Linked DNA regions of Mus musculus: regions 2, 3 and 4 are each linked to region 1. The links are chromatin contacts, called in public HiChIP or PLAC-seq maps. All regions are on one chromosome and are shown on one strand. Each heading gives the region's core, a stretch centred on a gene start, on an enhancer-like site or on the middle of the called end of the contact. The rest is flanking DNA. Distances are from core to core; before and after follow the strand shown. Region 1 has its middle 47 kb from the start of Gm34770. Region 2 has its middle 30 kb from the start of I730028E13Rik. Region 3 overlaps Gm33699 (a long non-coding RNA gene). Region 4 has its middle 57 kb from the start of Gm5122.

The links. HiChIP or PLAC-seq counts read pairs in DNA pulled down with a chosen protein or histone mark.
Region 2: a contact with region 1 is called in an H3K27ac HiChIP or PLAC-seq map of double positive thymocytes, with 5 times the contacts expected there. The contact joins two enhancer-like sites. A contact is called at or near these places in 2 of 15 datasets of contacts at CTCF or cohesin (large pre-B cells and pro-B cells), 9 of 484 Hi-C or Micro-C datasets (the N1E-115 cell line, adipose-derived mesenchymal stem cells, large pre-B cells and 2 more), 8 of 115 datasets of contacts at active chromatin or transcription factors (T-cell acute lymphoblastic leukemia, double positive thymocytes, fibro-adipogenic progenitors and 5 more) and 1 of 9 other capture datasets (embryonic stem cells).
Region 3: a contact with region 1 is called in an H3K27ac HiChIP or PLAC-seq map of microglia, with 9 times the contacts expected there. The contact joins two enhancer-like sites. A contact is called at or near these places in 3 of 39 promoter capture datasets (the C10 cell line, hippocampal neurons and pre-B cells), 5 of 15 datasets of contacts at CTCF or cohesin (embryonic stem cells, large pre-B cells, pro-B cells and 1 more), 119 of 484 Hi-C or Micro-C datasets (the AML12 cell line, B cells, the Ba/F3 cell line and 70 more), 20 of 115 datasets of contacts at active chromatin or transcription factors (CD8 T cells, T-cell acute lymphoblastic leukemia, Th17 cells and 14 more) and 1 of 9 other capture datasets (liver).
Region 4: a FOXA1 HiChIP or PLAC-seq map of pancreatic cancer cells shows a contact between it and region 1. The contact joins two enhancer-like sites. A contact is called at or near these places in 1 of 15 datasets of contacts at CTCF or cohesin (embryonic stem cells), 2 of 484 Hi-C or Micro-C datasets (bone marrow-derived macrophages and nephron progenitors), 3 of 115 datasets of contacts at active chromatin or transcription factors (acute myeloid leukemia, embryonic basal ganglia and pancreatic cancer cells) and 1 of 9 other capture datasets (embryonic stem cells).

The regions. Positions count from the first base shown.
Region 1 is chr9:61,706,745-61,709,444 of GRCm38.p6, reverse strand. No RefSeq gene overlaps it. Among named protein-coding and RNA genes, the nearest start is that of Gm34770, 47 kb to the right of the region's middle. Within about 2 kb of position 1,349, at least 124 of the 459 cell types and tissues checked have an H3K27ac peak or open chromatin away from gene starts, as enhancers often do. A contact at or near this core is called in T-cell acute lymphoblastic leukemia, double positive thymocytes, microglia and 2 more, where this site is marked.
Region 2 is chr9:61,167,449-61,170,383 of GRCm38.p6, reverse strand. No RefSeq gene overlaps it. Among named protein-coding and RNA genes, the nearest start is that of I730028E13Rik, 30 kb to the right of the region's middle. Within about 2 kb of position 1,288, at least 49 of the 459 cell types and tissues checked have an H3K27ac peak or open chromatin away from gene starts, as enhancers often do. A contact at or near this core is called in T-cell acute lymphoblastic leukemia, double positive thymocytes, microglia and 1 more, where this site is marked.
Region 3 is chr9:61,051,318-61,054,017 of GRCm38.p6, reverse strand. It overlaps Gm33699 (a long non-coding RNA gene), which reads right to left. Exons shown (of 6, transcript XR_003948174.1): 2 at 1,592-2,007; 3 at 849-1,269. Among named protein-coding and RNA genes, the nearest start is that of Gm46116, 4.3 kb to the left of the region's middle. Within about 2 kb of position 1,412, at least 10 of the 459 cell types and tissues checked have an H3K27ac peak or open chromatin away from gene starts, as enhancers often do.
Region 4 is chr9:60,958,614-60,961,507 of GRCm38.p6, reverse strand. No RefSeq gene overlaps it. Among named protein-coding and RNA genes, the nearest start is that of Gm5122, 57 kb to the left of the region's middle. Within about 2 kb of position 1,362, at least 6 of the 459 cell types and tissues checked have an H3K27ac peak or open chromatin away from gene starts, as enhancers often do. A contact at or near this core is called in pancreatic cancer cells, where this site is marked.

The DNA of each region.
Region 1 (2,700 bases), core at 100-2,599:
TTTCACAGGATCACATTTCTAGAGTTTGCTCACCAAGCCTGGAACTGATCCACGTTGAGTGACAAGCAGCACCCAGCATTCGCTTGGGAGAAGCTGACGTTATTGATGTCTGATTCGGTCCTCTTGTTTTTAGGAGTAAGGAACTTAAGGTGGTGTTTAAATGGATGATTTAGTCCTGGATGGTTGCAGGGACTTGGATTTTCATCTTTTCTCATGTAGGGTGTGTGTGGAAAGAAGGTAGAAGGAACACTTGCTGTCTTGGTGGAACTGAGACAAAGAAAAAGGTAGGCTCTATGAGGACCCCCTCCAAAGTCCTGAGCTTCCAGGGAGGCTAGACTCATTACCCCCGACCTGATCTGATGTCAGAGAGCCTAGCGACTCCCCTGAGGCCCTTACTCATAGGTAAAGAGCTGGAATTTGAGCTCTGGTCCATTGGAATGAAGCTTTGTTGCCCTTCTCTGCTTGGGGCGGGGGGGGGGGGAGTCAGGCCAAAGAGTCAAAACTGATTCCACTAGCTGTGACATGGTGAGGGTAGGCAAGCTGTCCATGCCTCTCTTGAGGACATAAGGGTAGCTACTTAGGGGTCATATGGGTGGGGTGCGGTATCTGAAGGGGGGGGGGTCAGCTGGACTTTCCCCTGGGCCACTGGGAATCAAGGGAATCTCTTGAAGTTTGGTCTGTTGCTTTTTATTGTAATGATAAATTCTATACACAAAGGTCAAGGCCAATGAGTGATTTCTCATGTTTATAAGCTGGTCCCCAAATAAGGAACCAGGGCTAGATTCTGGAAGAATTAGAATCTAATATTAAATGGATGAGGAGCTAGTCACAAGGCCACAGTCAAAATGATCAGAGGAGTCTCACTACACCAGTCTGGATGGGGTCTGTAGTGGATGTCAAAGGGCTCTTTAGTCAATACCATTTTCAATGATTAGAATGGATTTCAGATGGGGAGGAGAGATGAATGTGTGTGAGCCTCTCTTGTGGTGTCTAGTGAAAGTCATTCCTTTAGCTCCGCACAGTCTGCCTGTGTCATTCATCCACAGACCATGGAATGAAAGCAGAGAGAGGGTAAGTGCTTGCCCAGGCTAGTAGACAATGAAAAGGTGTGGGTTCAAAAGTAGAAACCCCCAATTCTCACCTGACACTAAACTGCCCTACTTCTGAGTGATAGGTGGGCAGGCGAGGGTGGATGACAAGTGGCAGATTGGATCACCAAAGGCCTGACATTAACACTGGGCCAAAATGGCTACCCCTGGAGATGAAAGGTGACAGCGACCTCTACACATGCACTGCTCTAACACACACACCAGATGCAGACAGGATGTGGTGTGGCTGGGTCAACAGCACTGGTAAAATCATGTTGGGTTTTAGAGGGCCGGAAGCATCAGATGAGTCAGTAGTGGCGTGCGGCAACCAACAAAGCTGTTGTCACTGTCACTTCCCTGAGATAAGGCACTTAGAGTGAGACGGAGACCCTCCTAGTCTGCTTGGGTCCTGAGAGTACCTTCCAGGCCTGGAAACCTCTGTGTTGGGGGTGGGGGGGAAGGAAGGCAGCCTTCCGGGGCCCAGGAAGCTAAGGTAATGGCCTGCTGTTAACAACTTTCACTTCTCTCGCCTGCCATCCCTGTGCAGTTACAGCCACTTCCTGATGCCATTAGCCTTACATGCTTGCTTACGGCAAACACTATCTATGCACATGGTTTTGATTTTTTTTTAAATTGCTATAACTGGAGTACACACAGGGGTTTCTTGTGACCCACTTTTGACATGAAAATACATTCCAGGAAGCACTAAAAGTAACTGAAAGGAAGTAAAGGCCACCATGGTCTTCATGCACACCACTCACAAAGATGAGACACAGTGGGCTCTCTGCTAGTTTCTCCTCCTCATATGATATTCAGATCTCTTCTTGAAATAGCCAGTGTTCAGACACCCAGCCCCCTCTTGGCATCCAGCCACCCTGACACGTTTTGTCTTTGGTTCTTCTTGTCTCCACCATATGGATGGGTTAAGTGCTTTATCCTTTCCCATCCCTATCATATGGGAGAGCTGATGTTTGGTCCTTCCCCTTCTCCGTCACATGGATGGGTTAAGGTTTGGTCCTCCCCCTTCCCCATCATATGGATGAGTTAATGTTTGCTCCTTCTCTGTCTCACCATGTGGATGGGTTGATGTCTACCTTTTCCCCGGAACTTTTCCTTCTTTAGCTCATTCCTATTTAGTTTTCTTCTCGCATTTCCAAATCACTCCCTGCCAATGACAGCTCAAGCTCTAATCTCTAATTGAGAAAGTCAGAGGCCCCTCTCCCTCCAGGTTCTAGTTCTGTTCATGGCTCCCTAAACACCCCCCAAACTGAGTTGTGTGAGATGGACCCTGAGACCCAAGGAAGATGTAGAAGAGGGGTTGTGATGGGTAGTGGCAAATGGGAAAGATGCTGGAGAGACCGGGGACGTTCTACTCATCAGCCTGATATTTATCATGTTAGCTCCCAGGACTTGGAGTGGAGAGCCTGGCCACCCGAGACATGGCTCCTTAATTTGACTCTTGCTTCTGTATGACATACTCTGAGAGTTGATAGGACAATGGTTCTCAACCTCTTTGGAGTTAAATGACCCTTTCACAGGGTCACACATCAGATATCCTGCATATCAGATATTTACATTATAATTCATAACAGCAGCAAAATTCCAGTTATGA
Region 2 (2,935 bases), core at 39-2,538, 540 kb after region 1:
ACAGGATGCCCTCAAGACCTGGGCTGGTTGTGCTCAGAACCATGGGCAGCTCCTGGTGGCCGAGAGCAGCTCTGTCTTAGTGTGGCTCAGACTCCATGACCCTCCCCCCACCCCCCTAGAAGCAGGCAGTGTATTAAGTCACCACGGCCTGTACCTCCCTGAGCCAATAAAGATGCAGTTCTTGGATGAGTAGCAGGTATCTTTGGCTAGAGAAGCAGTGGGATAGGGAAAGGCAGGTCTTGGCTTTGGGGGCTGCCTTTGTTGCCAACAGACTCAACCCATCCTGGTAGACTCAGGTTTAGAAGTTGGAAGTGACCACAGGTGGCCTTGAAGTGAACTCTCCTTGTCATCACTGGAAACATTCTGGAACCTCGGGAGAAGATACCGGCACATGTAAGTGGCATACGTATGGAAAAGTCTTACATCTGATCTAGGGTCGTAAGCCCCTGCTTCCACATGGTGAGTTTCCCCCGCTGCTCAGCCTTGAGTGTGGGTCCCTCTGATCTGCAGAATGGCCTGTATCTCAGTGTCTATTTTTATCTATAAAAATAGTTGTTTCAAGCTGAGACCTTGGATGAAGATGTGGGGAACATGTGCATCAAATTTGCAGATGACTCCAAGCTGGAGGAGCTGACAGATTTAGAGTCTGGGATGATCTCGACAGTGGAGAATGTTGGGTCAAAAGCAAGCAGATGAAACTCAGCATCAATAAATCTAATGTCTCGAACACGGTTTCCAAAACGAAATTGCACAAGGGCAGTGTGAGGGAGACCTGGCTTGCCTACAGCTCTCATAAAGATCAAGAGGTTCTAAAGTCTGCCTCAAGTTCAACATGAGCCAGCTGAGTGATAGGGCAGGCTCAGGAGGGAAAAGGAACCTAACCAAACACCCTAATAAATGCTTATTATTCATTAACCCTTGGTGATGTAGGGAGGGAAGGATGGCACGGTTGACCTCCATGTTAGGCCCAGAGTAGGGGGCGGACAACAAAATGAGTGGTACTTACTGAGAACTTCCCATGCACCAAGAAGCGCCTTAGTTCACACCATCATCACTTATGAGGACATGGGCCAAGGCACAGGGTACAATGACAGCCCCCAAAGCCACTGCCCTATGGGTGCCTCGTGGGTGGTGGACCCATGCTCTGGACCTCCTTGCTGTCTGTCCGTTAGACACCTTGTCTGCTTTCTCTTCCTCATTTTACAGATGTGGTGACCAGACCGGACGTGTGAAGACTACGCGTCTGCAGTCACAGGGGGTGAACTGCAGACTCAGGCTCTCGTGGGAGCCTCTCATCTGTGCCTCCCTGTCCTATCTCCTGGCCAAAAGCCAATGCCACAGGGTAGCCAGGTGCTAACCCATAAGACTAAGACTCAGGGTTCTAAGGCATTTCCTGTGGCTCTGCTCAGGGGAGTTTCATCCACTTTGCTTCTTCAGATGTGAGAGTGCATGGGATTAGCGCTTTTCCTGTCAGAGGAAGTCTCACCTGGAGCACTTAACTGAACCTTAATGGGGCACTCCTACGAGAGAGCCATGAGACCCTCTGCGAGGGATCTCCTTATGTTCGTCAACATTTAAAATCGTTACCCATTTAAACTATGGAAGCCCATTTTTTAGCCCCCCTCCACTCTTGCATCTTCCTAACTTGCTACAGTAAACTAAGTTTTCAATTTAAGAAATCATCAGTTGAGTGCCTATATATGAACATGTGTACATATATGTGCATGTATGTATATATGCCAGCATCCTGGAGGTTTTGAGTGAGCAATTTTTCAGAGAAACTTCACAGAAACTCCACTATTATCATTTCATCATGAGGGAATTAGTTTTAAAGGGTGTCCAACTGGACCCATTTGCCCAGAACTGAGTAGTCTCTGGGGACACAGGTCTTACCACTGTAAAAAGCCAAAACCAAAGCCCAAAACATCTCCCTGCTCCCCACAAAAAACCCCAAACCCAACAAGATGGTTTGGGGCTGAGGAGCCAACTTAGTCAGTAAGTGTTTGCTATGCGAGCATGAGAACATTAGTCCAATCTCCTGTGGGCCATAAGCACACATCCATCTACGGTCCTTGCACAGACAAGCAGATAGAGCCCTTGAGCCTGCTGGGCAGCCTGCCTGGCCTACTTGATTAATTCCAGGCCAGCAAAAGATCCTGACTCAAAAAACAAGGTGTATGGCATCTGAGAAATGACACCCAAGGATGTCATACCCTACACACACACACACACACACACACACACACACACACACACACACACACACACACAGGTTTAAGTCTAGGCAAACTGGGACAGGGTAGTCACCTTAGGCTTAGAGAAGTTAATTACACAGGAAATAGCTTTAAAACCAGTTCCCCTGATACTAAGTCAATACAGATACAGAATATAAAATAAAGTCACTAGGCCTGGAGACCCTCCTGCTTTTATTTCTGTATTTTCAGTTCTAGGTCAGGAGACCAAGTTCCCAAATGAATGGAGAAGAATGTCTTCTCCCTGGGGTTGTCCTGAACCTGCTGGTTTCAGATAGCTAGAACGGTGCTCAGGCATCCGGGACAAGTTTGTTCCCACCGTCTCTCCCTCTCACGCTGCATGGAGAGCAAGCTGTGTCTCTGAGACCAGGAACGATGGGCACAGGGTGGGAGCATGACAAGCCACTCAGCTGTCGAACGGGAAACAGATTTGCAAGTCATAGTTTGAGATGGACATTGGCCAGCTAGGCTGTGCTAGCCTATCAAGGGAACATGACCATGGAGGCAGGAACCCAAGAATAAATGGAGACAGTGGTTTTCCAAAGTTGTGAGAAAGAACATACGCTACTGTGAGGCTGCAGAGACCCAAAACTAGGGGCAGAGAGACAGGGTGACCAGGTGCAGGGGATCCTGTAAGGTCCCGGATAGTGAGGGAGAGACTGGCTAGGCAGACCTCAGCTCCT
Region 3 (2,700 bases), core at 163-2,662, 660 kb after region 1:
GCAAAGGGGCATAGCACTGAGCACTGGCACTGTTCATATAAATACAAACTATAGTCACAAAGATCCTCAGGGTGGAATAGACAGGGGTTGATCTCTCTCTCTCTCTCTCTCTCTCTCTCTCTCTCTCTCTCTCCCCTTCCTCCCCCTCCCCTCCCTCCTCTCTCCCTCCTTCTTCTCTCCCTCCCCTTCCCCTCCCCCTTCCTCATCCCCCTCCCCACCCTTCTCTCTCACACACACTCTCAGGAACTATTATATCAACCACTCCTTTGGATCGTGTCTACATCATCTGTGGGACATGTGACACGATGGTGCACCCACATCTGCTCCTGGAAGGTCAGGTAAACTTGCTGGTTGAGTTCCCAGAACGGAACACATCCCTGCAGCCTGCCACTGGGTCTAGGTATGCCAGATGGACGGCTGGTGAGAGAAGTGAGCCTGTTGTATACAGCTTCTCTCTGTCTGAGGTCCTTGCTGGGAAACCAAAGGCTTGAAGCAAGGGCGCCAGGAGAAACCTGGAGAGGACTGGATAAGGAAAGAGAGGCTGCACAGAGGGGAAGCCCTGGAATTTGAATAGGAAACCACAGGCTCTGGTATTGCACGTTGACCTTGACCCTACGTGGTGTTGCTATTTAAGAGGCTAAGGAAACTATAGGGGTTAGAATCAGTAGGACATTCATCACTGAAGGTAGGACCTGGGGTATCTTGTCCAGGGCATTCTCTCTCTCTCTCTCTCTCTCTCTCTCTCTCTCTCTCTCTCTCTCTCTCTCTCTCTCTCTCCCCTCCCCCTTCCCATCATTAGATGAGCCTCCTCTGCCACACACTCCTGCCATAATGATGTTCAGCCTTACCATGGTCCAGAATTAATAGAGATAAGAACTGTGATCTGAAACCACCAAAACCAGGAGTCAAAATAAATCCTCCTTACGTCCTTCACGTTGGGTCTTTTGTCTCTAAAAAAAAAAAAATGTTGTATAACCAGAGAATTGGTGGCTGCACACACGGTGAACATACTACATGCCCCTGAGCTGTGTGCACTTTAAAATGGCTCATTAAGCAACACATGTTGTCACCACAGGCACAACAAAAAGGTCAGAAACAAAAAGTTAAAGGTTGGGTCGAAAGGAGATGCGCCTTCCACAGCTGTCAAAACCACGCACAGGTGCATGTAAGGAGCGCGCTCTTGAGGTCCTCCGGTCAGGCGACAAAGCCGCGATGAGCAGCATCAGAGGCTGTGACAGCTGTGACCCTTGGGGCCTCACTTGTGCATTCCTGTGGAAAAGCAAAGCTCAGACTTGAGGCCGGCACAGCATGGAAAGAGGGACTGACTCACGACCCCTGGTAGAGAACCCCCTTCCCCTACCCAGAGGCCCTCTGGAAGATTGCACTGGCCTCCCCATACCCTGGTAGGCCATTTTCAAATGCTGCCATGCTGGCTTAATTCCACTCCATAAACATAGGTGTCTGTGGTGCTGGGGAGTGACCCGACCCATGGCCTTCTTCACTCGAGACAATTCCTCTCACACTGCGCTACACCCCAGCAAACATCCACTTTTATGGAACCATCTAAAGACGACAGCTTTTGACCACACACCTCAGCATCTTCAGCCCTTCCCGATGCCTTCCTTAGAACAATGCTCTCCAGCTCACGCCTGACCACAGTACCCATGATTCCATTGGCTTCCGGTCTAGGCTCCTCCTATCCCCCCTCCCTCCGACTCTCGTTTTGTAGGTTTGGGTGGTTCGATGGTTTCTTGGTCGTTTACTTTGGATCCTCTAGTGTCCTTCATCGTTCGTAAATGTGCGGGTTCTCCCTGCAACTGCCCCGGCTGGGAGTTTGTTCTTCTGTCTGCATGGTGCACCTCCTAAGGCTGTGCCTTGTAGATCAGTCCAGACCTTGGGTTTGCTCGGCCATTTCATCTGTCACTCAGCTCCCACTCTGTCCTGATGAGTCACGTGACCCGAAAGGCCGCACTGACACATCATTACCGCAGGAGTCCGGGTCTTTTCCTTTGAATACAGAATTACTTATGTAAATGTGTTTGTTTTTAATTGGTTCATAATAATTATACAGATTTATAAGATCAGGAGTAATGTTTCAATATGTGCATATATTAGGGTGGTTTTTTAAAATTAATTCTTTTTTTTAAATGTTTTATTTGAATCTCATTTTAGAAAACTTTGACTCCAATTTTGGTCTAAATGTAAAATGACTCCTCTGCACAGGCCCACGTGTGTGAGCTTGTGCTCCCAGTTGGTAGCGCTATTTGGGGATGTCGGGTAGCTTTTAAGAGGTAGGACTTGGCATGGCTAGCTAGCCTGGGTCCCTTGGAGTGGGCTGGGTCCAGCCAGGGACTGGTTCCCATCTAGTTCTCTTTGCTTCCTGACCCAGCCACCATGCGAGCAGCCCTTTTATACATTCTTCCTCCTTCCTCTCTGCCTTCCACCGGAGGTGACTAGAACCCTCGGAATTGTGAACCAGCGATGATTTACAAGTCATTTAAAGTCATACTTCCTGTAAGTTGCCTAGACTTTGTGTCAGTATCGAAAGCTGTTCCCTACATATTTACCGCTGGTTAACCATCTTTAGAAACACGAGTAAAGCTGACATCTTCTTTGCCATTTTTAAAGTGTTTTATTTATGTGTGTGTGTGTGTGTGTGTGTGTGTGTGTGTGTATTCCACTTGTGTGAAGTGCCCATGG
Region 4 (2,894 bases), core at 113-2,612, 750 kb after region 1:
AAGGACTAGAGTAGGGTATCACAGGAACATGGCACTGGGAAGAAAACAGAGAACCAAGTGCAGCAGGGACATTGCAGGAGGCACCTTTGTTCAGAAGGAAGGAGATGTCCAGTCTACTCCACAGCCTCTGGCACTGTGTTTTCTACAGTGACAGCCCAGCATATGTCAATCATGTTTAAAAAAATAAAAAAACCAAACAACTTCACTAAGGGACTGAGGGGCTTGGTCAGTAAAATGCTTATTACCTAAACCAAAGGCCTGGAGACCTCAGCATCAATATAAAAAAATCAGGCACAATGATTCATGGTGCATGTCTATAACCCAGAACCAGGGTGAAGGTGGCCCAGAAACAGGCAGATTGGAGTTCACAGCTAGTCTGACTGAATTGATGCTCTCTAGGTTCATTGAAACAACCTGTCTAAAGACCAGTGGTGCATAGCTGTAACTCCAGCATTGGGATGGGGGTAGTGCAGAGATGGGCAGATTCCAGCTCACTGGTCAGCTAGCTTGACCAAACTGGTGCTCTCTGGGTTCACTAAAACAGACCCTGGTTCAAGACCACATTCCAGTGGAAGGGATTAAAGACCACAAAGTTACATGAAGGGAAGGTGGCGGTGGATTCAGGAGGCATGGGAGAGAACTGAGTGTGACCAAAATACACTGTATGGAATTCTCAAGAAACGGATAAAAACACAAAAATGGAACGAAGAAGAAGAAAAAGAAGAAGAAGGAGGAGGATGAAGAGGAAGAGGAGGAGGAGGAGGAGGAGGAGGAGGAGGAGGAGGAGGAGGAGGAGAAGAAGAAGAAGAAGAAGAAGAAGAAGAAGAAGAAGAAGAAGAAGAAGAAGAAGAAGAAGAAGAAGAAGAAGAAGAAGAAGAAGAAAAGAAAGTGATTGAGAAGACACCCAGGCCAGCTTAGAACACTATCTAGCATAGGACAAGTGTTCAAAACCACACCTTTACTCGTGGCTTGGATGTTCCCTTATAGGCTTGCGACTTGAATGTCTTGCTTTCAGAGAGAATCCGGAAACTTAGGAGACAGGTCTATAACTGGAGGAAGTAGGTCCTGGGTGGGGTGGCGGTGTTCTTGAGGCCATAGCATCCTTGGCTGCTTCCTGGGTTGCTCTCACTTCCTGTCTGCTGGGATGGGAGTTGCTACTACCTTGACTGCATGTCCCCACCACTGTGATGTTCTGCCCAAGTGCCTGCAGTCAAGAGCTAGGGATGAACCTCTGAAATCATGAGCTAAAATACAAATTTCTACACCTTGAGTTCTGTGAGCACGTTCGGTAATGATGGCACCCAGACCAGCTGCAGGAACAGATCAGCATTCCATGAGGTGATTCAAGCATTACATAGTCTTGGGGACAGGGGTAGGAGTATCCAGGATGGGCAAAAGTCATTGGCTGAAGGCTTAAGGTGCTGAGCTGCCTCATTAGCACCTGGAAGCATTCCGGGAATCTCAGGTGCTAACTGAATGGGTTCTTATGGGGAGAACCGGTAATCATAATCAAAGCTAAGAGGAAGCCCTGCTAGTAAAAAAAAAAAAAAAAAAAAAAAAAAAAAGAGTCCTCCATTTTGCACAAAGCCACAAAGCCCAGAAGGCTACCAGGACAATGGTAGACTTCGACCTCAATTATCAGGACAACAATTGGCTACGAAATGTAAATATCTTTAGATATTACTAAGGCTGTATGTCTCTTAGATGATTTTTCCTCCGTAATGATAATGAGTCATTCGTTCACGTCCTGGGAGGGTGAGTGAGTGGGTGTGTTGCTCAACACACAGACTCCCCTCTGCTTGGATCTGTTGATTTACAGGAATGGATTCTATGGAATGTATATCTGTTTTTTTCTAGTAGACTGTAGCAGCAAATTATTTCTCCTATCCTGTTGTTACGGTTTTGGATTACATCTTTATTTATATTATGGGAGTGTGTGCATATCATTGGGTATATGGGGAAGTCAGAGGACCACTTACAGGAGTCAGCTCTCTCCTTCCATCTTGGAGGTCCCAGGAACTGAACTCAAACCACCAGGGTTGCCATCAAGAATCGTCTCACTTGTCCTGTGCTGGCTTCAGTTTGATGCCTGTTTTGTTTTGTTTTGTTTTGATTTGTTTTGTTTTGTTTTTCAAGACAGGGTTTCTCTGTGTAGCAATGGCTGTCCTAGAACTCATTCTGTAGACCAGGCTGATCTTAAATCCAGAGATCCTCCTGCCTCTGCCTCTTGAGTGCTGGGGTTAAAGGCGTGCACCACCACCAATTTTGTTTGACTTTTTAAATTTTTTAGGTAACTCAATCTGCCAAACTTCTTGGGTGTCTTTGGGTTTGCTATCAGGTTCAAAGGGATTTCTTTAACCCAAGACAGATTGATAGTAAAGATAGATGATAGATTAGACAGATGATAGAAGATAAATAGATTGACTAATAGAAAATAAGCAAATAGATACTCAAGTGTATAATTTTCTACATTGTCTTTTAAGCTAGACAAGTTAAAATTGTCTCATATACATGTCATCAAGATATATATGTGTGTACATGTACATATATGTTTGTGTGTATGTATGTACATCTATATATGTGGGTGTATATATACATACATATATATTTGTGTATATACACAGACACACACACACTCACACATTTATTACAGATCTTTGATTCTTTAGGATTTGATACTGTGCCTGGAATGAGTATGTAGCTCACTTGTGTCTTGCACGCAGTGATCTATGCCGCAGCGTCTCATCATTTGGATCACTGATCTCCAGCCAGCCTACCCCAGGAAGGAAAACAGACTGAAAACTGAGTGTGTGCCTTCTCCCCCCCACACCTTGCCCTCCTTCCCAGTCCATTTATTTTCTCCAGAGGCAGCAGGTGTTCCTGAGGTGCCTGCC